2 separate regions of the Oryctolagus cuniculus genome follow, and region 2 is linked to region 1. Evidence: chromatin contacts called from public Hi-C data. All regions are on one chromosome and are shown on one strand. Each heading gives the region's core, a stretch centred on a gene start, on an enhancer-like site or on the middle of the called end of the contact. The rest is flanking DNA. Distances are from core to core; before and after follow the strand shown. Region 1 has its middle 30 kb from the start of PUM3. Region 2 holds the start of LOC138844224 (histone-arginine methyltransferase CARM1-like).

Region 1 (2,662 bases), core at 83-2,582:
CTTCCCCCAAAGTAATCATGGTCAAAACATGCAATCTCACGATTCCAAGTGTGTTCCAAGATTGGCTCAAATCAGACAGGAGATGTAGATTTGAGTCTCTATATTTAGGGGGATCTTGCATTAATGCTATAGGCAGCAGAGGAACCTGTGGTAGCTCAAAACATACTGGAGAATCAGCCAGTGACCCTCGTGGGCCACAAGAGGCCAGGGGGATGGGTCTTACTGCAGCACAACAAAACACAAGAATTCAGCAGGTAGAGCGTGATCTCCCAGTGGAAGGAAATATGACATTCTATCCAGCAGACATTCGATTCTCTATTCTCTAACTAGCAGCGCTTTCAACACCAGGGATACAGCAATGAACCGAGAAGACAGCTATCTATTCTCACGGGAACTGTGTTCTAGTTGGAGAGGAAGACAATAAAAAAATCATAGCTCAGATACGTGAAATGTTAAAGGTGATCAGTGCTATGGAGAAAAATACAACAATAATGGCATATGACGTTCCTGGCACCGGAAAAGAAGTGAGGGAATGATCTATGTTGGTACCTGGAAGAACAAGGTTGCAGGCAGTGGGAACAGCAAGTGCAAAAGTCCGGAGGCAAAGACATGCCGGCTTAATGTGAAAAGCAGGCAGTGTAGGTGAGGCAGAGTGGAGTTGAAGATGAGGTTAGAGAAACCTGTGCAGGACGCGTTAGTGTGCGCTGGGCTAGTGGGAAGAATTTGCTCCTTGCTGCGAGGGAGGATGTCCATGAGCAGAGGGGTGGTCCAGTCTGACTGGTGTTTTCACAGGATCATTCTGGCTGCCGTGTGGAGAACAAACCGAGAGGCAAAAGGTGGAAAGGGGGCTGTTTCAATAACTTAAGAGGAAGGCACCAGGGGAAGAGCCAGCACAAGTTGTGCGCAGTCAACCGGGAGATGAGGAGCCAGCCCCACAACAAGTGAGGCCAGGCCAAATTGAGCAAAATAAGAAAGAAAACTCACGGGCAGCGTGTCAGGACCGCTGACAGTCCACCGAGATCCACACCACTGCGGTGTGGATACAGAGGTGGGTGTTGCCGCAGCCCTCTTCTCTTTTTGTCCACCTTGGATTTGATGCGATCCAGGCACCGTCACGCATGAAACCCCCTATGGAGGGGAGGGGGACCTTGGCCATTGTGGAAGCCTTGTGACAGTTCAGTTCTAATACTGCCCATCACTGCCCCCTGCTGAACGTTTCTAAAAAGGAGGCGAAATGTGATTCTGCTGAACCTTGCTGGAGCACTGTCCTACCTTGAACTTGTGCGACTGGGAATTGAAAGACTGCACATGTGCACTGGGCAACACCGGGCTGAGCTGAGCAAGGACCGGTGATTTGCTGGGAAGGCTTCTAATTAATGGCAAGATAAAGCATTCACTTAAGGGGGTACATTGGCCACCAGGTGGCACTATTTCCTCTGAAATGCCTGATCGTACAGAAACAAGAATGAAATACAGCGTTCCCCAGGTTCTTGGCAAGCTACAGAGAATAGTGATTATTATTAATACCTCTTTTAAAGTCAGGTGCCTAGAGCCCTGGAGGCAAGGCGTGAATGCGGTTCTGTCCAAGGCAATTCTTCAGGCTTCCTTTGCACGGGACAGCTTGGAACACTGTGTTCTTCCCAGCCAAGCTCTGAACAGACTTTCAAATAAGGGTTCTTAGCTCCAGTGGCTACTGAACTCCTTAGCTCTGGGTTTGTAAATGCACAAAATAGCACGAATAGGATTACAAAGGAGGCCAATTGCATTGAACTATACTTATCAAAATATTTTAGAAAATAAGAAAGTGTGAGATACAGCAATATGTGGGCTTCTTCATTTATGTAATAAAAATGAAATCCAGGGTGATGTCTCCCTTCCATTGTCATTTTGAAATAGAAATAAGCAAAACAGTATTTAAAGATATATGCAACATCTTTGCTGTGATGTTTGTGGCCTGCATATTTGATAAACTGCTTGATTTTAGTGAGAGATTAAAAAATAAAGATGTATTTTCTACTCTCTCTCTTGTTCTTTTATTTTCTTATTTCACCTGTCCTGGTTCATGGACCCCTTAAATCTTACCCATGGATCATTTGAATATCACAAGATTCTAGATTAATGATCTTTGGTTTCATGCATAGATACAATGTTTGAGAGGGAGAGGGAGAGGGAGAGGGAGCGAGAGAGCGCTTAAATCTGCTAGTTCATTCCCTGAATGCCTGCAATGATGGGAGCTTGGCTGGGCCCTGAGGCTGGGGCCAGATGTAGAGCTGCAGCCTAAATCCCACGTGAGTGACAGGGATCCAACTACTTGAGCCATAAAGCACTGCCTCCCAGGGTCTGCATTAGCAGGAAGCTGGAGCCAGATACTGAACCTAGGGACTCCATTGTGGGATTAATATGGGACAGGGGTATCTTAATCACTAGGCTACATGCCCAGTCCAGATTCATGCCTTTTTAATTAGTCTCACTCATTTTGCCAACTGAAGGATGCCAAGCCTCACTCTAACTGGCCAGGCTCGAGCTAAATAGGAATGAGGTATTTACAGAGACCCAACCCCCACAATTCTTCCTTCCTTAGCCTTTGCTTTCTTCATGCCTCTGAAGCACTGAGATTTCTTCCATACCCTCTCTTCCTCCTGTCTGTCCTTTCTTCCTAGGG
Region 2 (2,662 bases), core at 70-2,569, 390 kb after region 1:
GTTCCCCTAAAATTCTCACAAGAGCCCACAGCACAGAACTTGAAACGCTACACAGTCTTAGAAGCTAGGGTGGGGAGAAACCACGGAAGCCTTGAGTCATAAAAATCAAAGAGACCTGCTCTGCTCGCCACAGCCGCCAGAACGCCGTACTCAGTGAGCTAGAAGCAGGGCGTGAAACCCTCAGAAAACGCAAGATTTCCTGCCCAAATGCACACCACATTTCTTCAAGCCAGTATCTACTCGTTCCCATACACCCGCGGAACGTTCCGGGGTCCCACAAAGGTTTGAAGCTCTCCCCTAACTTGCCCACAGCTCACCCAGCCCAGAGTCTGAGCTTGCACCATTTCTGTGACACTTACTTCCTGAACCAACAAGTAATGGCGAAAGGACGTGGCCTTGGCCATGCCAGCCACTGAGAACGCTATACACCTGCTCAGTCCTCCCTAAACTTCACCCCCACGAGACACTTGGAGCTGTGACTGCAAAGTGGTCTTGAACAGGGAACCGGAAACAACCGGCCAGAAAGTAGGAAGACTCGGGCTCCTGACCTGCTCTGCTCCTAACTTGATTCTCCTCTGGGCCTCACTTCTGGCAGCTCCAACTGAAGACTCAAACCAGTTTCCAGGCCTCTTACCTGCAGCTCCGAAGTTCTCTGAGAGCAATAAAGATATAGCGGGACCGAGTTGGGCGTTTATAGGACCAGAAAGTTATCCCTGCCAGCAAGCTTTACGGGATGCACACCTGCTGGGCGATACTAGAAGTGCACTAGCTGTACTTTCTTGTACGCACACGGCGGACGAACACCACCGTACTCACCACCGTACGGACACAGCGGCCCCACGTAACCGCGCTTGGGGTACACACTTACTCCCTTATACACCCTCTCAGGGCCAAACACCTGCGCCTTCATCACTCGCGCCGAGCGCACACACCTGCGCCCTTATACGCCGGCGCACACACCTGCGCTCCTACACAAGTGCGCCCACACTCCTACATTGCTATAGCACACCGAGCTAACCACACACGCACCGCACGCCTACAACCGCACTCGCGCGCACGTGGGCCGCAACTTTCGAGCAGGACTCGCGCGCGTGGGTGGCGCCAGTACTTCACCGTCAATCACCGTCGCGGTCGCCTCGTCCTCTGCCAAGAGCACCTCCAGCCGCAGAGCCTGGGAGTTGGCAGGCGAGAGTTGCCCAGCGCTGAAGAACTGCTCCTCGGTCACGAAGAGCAGCTGAACGCCGTACTGCAGGCGCGCTGGGACCTGGGCCCGAGCGGAGGGCGAGGCCATGGTCCCAGCGATTCCGTGCGTAGCCCCCAGCCGCGCCTCCTCAGCTCCGCGCCGCGCCGCTCCCGCCGTGAAACTGCGAGGGGGAGGAGGAGGGACTTGGAATCTCACGCTGCCTTCCCCCTCTCCCGTGCTAGTTCCATCTCCGGCCTCTGAGACTCCCGGGGGCGTCTGCACACACCTGCTGCCCGGAACTTCACCCCGCCAGTTCCCCGGGGCAGCGCCGAGGAACAGGTGCGACCCCACACCACACGGGAACGCGCTGTCGGGGAGCAGATGGGCCCAGCTACCCCGCGAGGCCGCAGCTCTCAACACCCAAGTTTGGAGAGTGCGCGACGCACCTGAAGGCAGTTGGGGTTTGGAAGCAAAAGGGTGACACCTGCTGTTCGCAGGACCCTCTCTGCGGGCGTGGGAGTCGATCTCGCAAAGGGCTTGGCGAGATCTCTGGGCTTGGTGGACACTTGCTCTGGGGAGGGCTCCGGGGGCTCCTGGCACCCACATTGGGGCAGTGGTCCTTAGTGCTGAGTTCTTTCCTCACTGGCTGGTCCCCAGGGCACGGTGGGGAGGAGCGGGCTGAGCCCCAAGGAATAGGCTCACGCTCCTCTTCCATTACCTACCTTGAGAGGGAAAGTTTGTTTGCTGCTATATTGTCATTCAGTTCCCGGGAAATGGGCGGGGAGAGCCAGGGGCTCTGGTCTCAGAGCTGATGCCTGACTACCTAGCTACCTCGCCAGCCTGCCTGGCTCCAGCTCCAAAGGACAGAGCTTCCAAACCCAGGTGGGTAGCGATCTGTCTTCCCCTTCAGGGGGTCAGGGAAAGGCAGCAGCGTTTGTTCCCCCCAAGACTCCCCACACTTCCCATCCTGCAGCGATTTCTGTACGCCTCTGGTGTGCGACCTCAGAATCCATTCCAGAGAGAAGGCAAGGTCTACACCCGCACTGCAGTTATGAGAGGTCGATTTGTGACCTAAGCAGGTTGACTTTGGGAGAACACGTGCCTTTGAGGGACCCGGGATCCACAAGGTCCCAGTTCCCACGGAGACTTTGCGGCAACCCGCATCGTGTTGACCTGCGCCCCCACCCCCACCCCAGGCCCACATTCTGAGAGGCCTCCGGAGTCAGAGGCTCTTTGGAGATGCAGAACTATGCAGAAGGCTTTTTGGTGTGGAGGACACAGGGTCACCACCTGTCATCCGCCATCTGCCTCCAGCCTCCGCAAAGCGTTTTCTTGCTCTCCCCATTTCTTCCTACCTTTTCAAAGTCCTCAGTTGCTGGCACAGAGTGCTTTGACGCTACCCAAAGAAACTCTTGAACTTCTTTATCCTCCCATCCCGAAAACCTGTTCAGCCTTCACTTGGTAGCAGGTGTTACTCTG

The links. A called contact is a pair of places that touch in the nucleus more often than the background predicts.
Region 2: a Hi-C map of an unstated tissue shows a contact between it and region 1, with 6 times the contacts expected there. The contact joins the promoter of LOC138844224 here to the enhancer-like site in region 1. A contact is called at or near these places in 2 of 6 Hi-C or Micro-C datasets (ear pinna and an unstated tissue).

Annotation. Positions count from the first base shown.
Region 1 is chr1:165,076,014-165,078,675 of mOryCun1.1, forward strand. No RefSeq gene overlaps it. Among named protein-coding and RNA genes, the nearest start is that of PUM3, 30 kb to the left of the region's middle. Within about 2 kb of position 1,333, at least 1 of the 8 cell types and tissues checked has an H3K27ac peak or open chromatin away from gene starts, as enhancers often do.
Region 2 is chr1:165,463,614-165,466,275 of mOryCun1.1, forward strand. LOC138844224 (histone-arginine methyltransferase CARM1-like) reads right to left here and starts at 1,320. Exons shown (of 2, transcript XM_070051464.1): 1 at 1,114-1,320. The coding sequence starts at 1,291.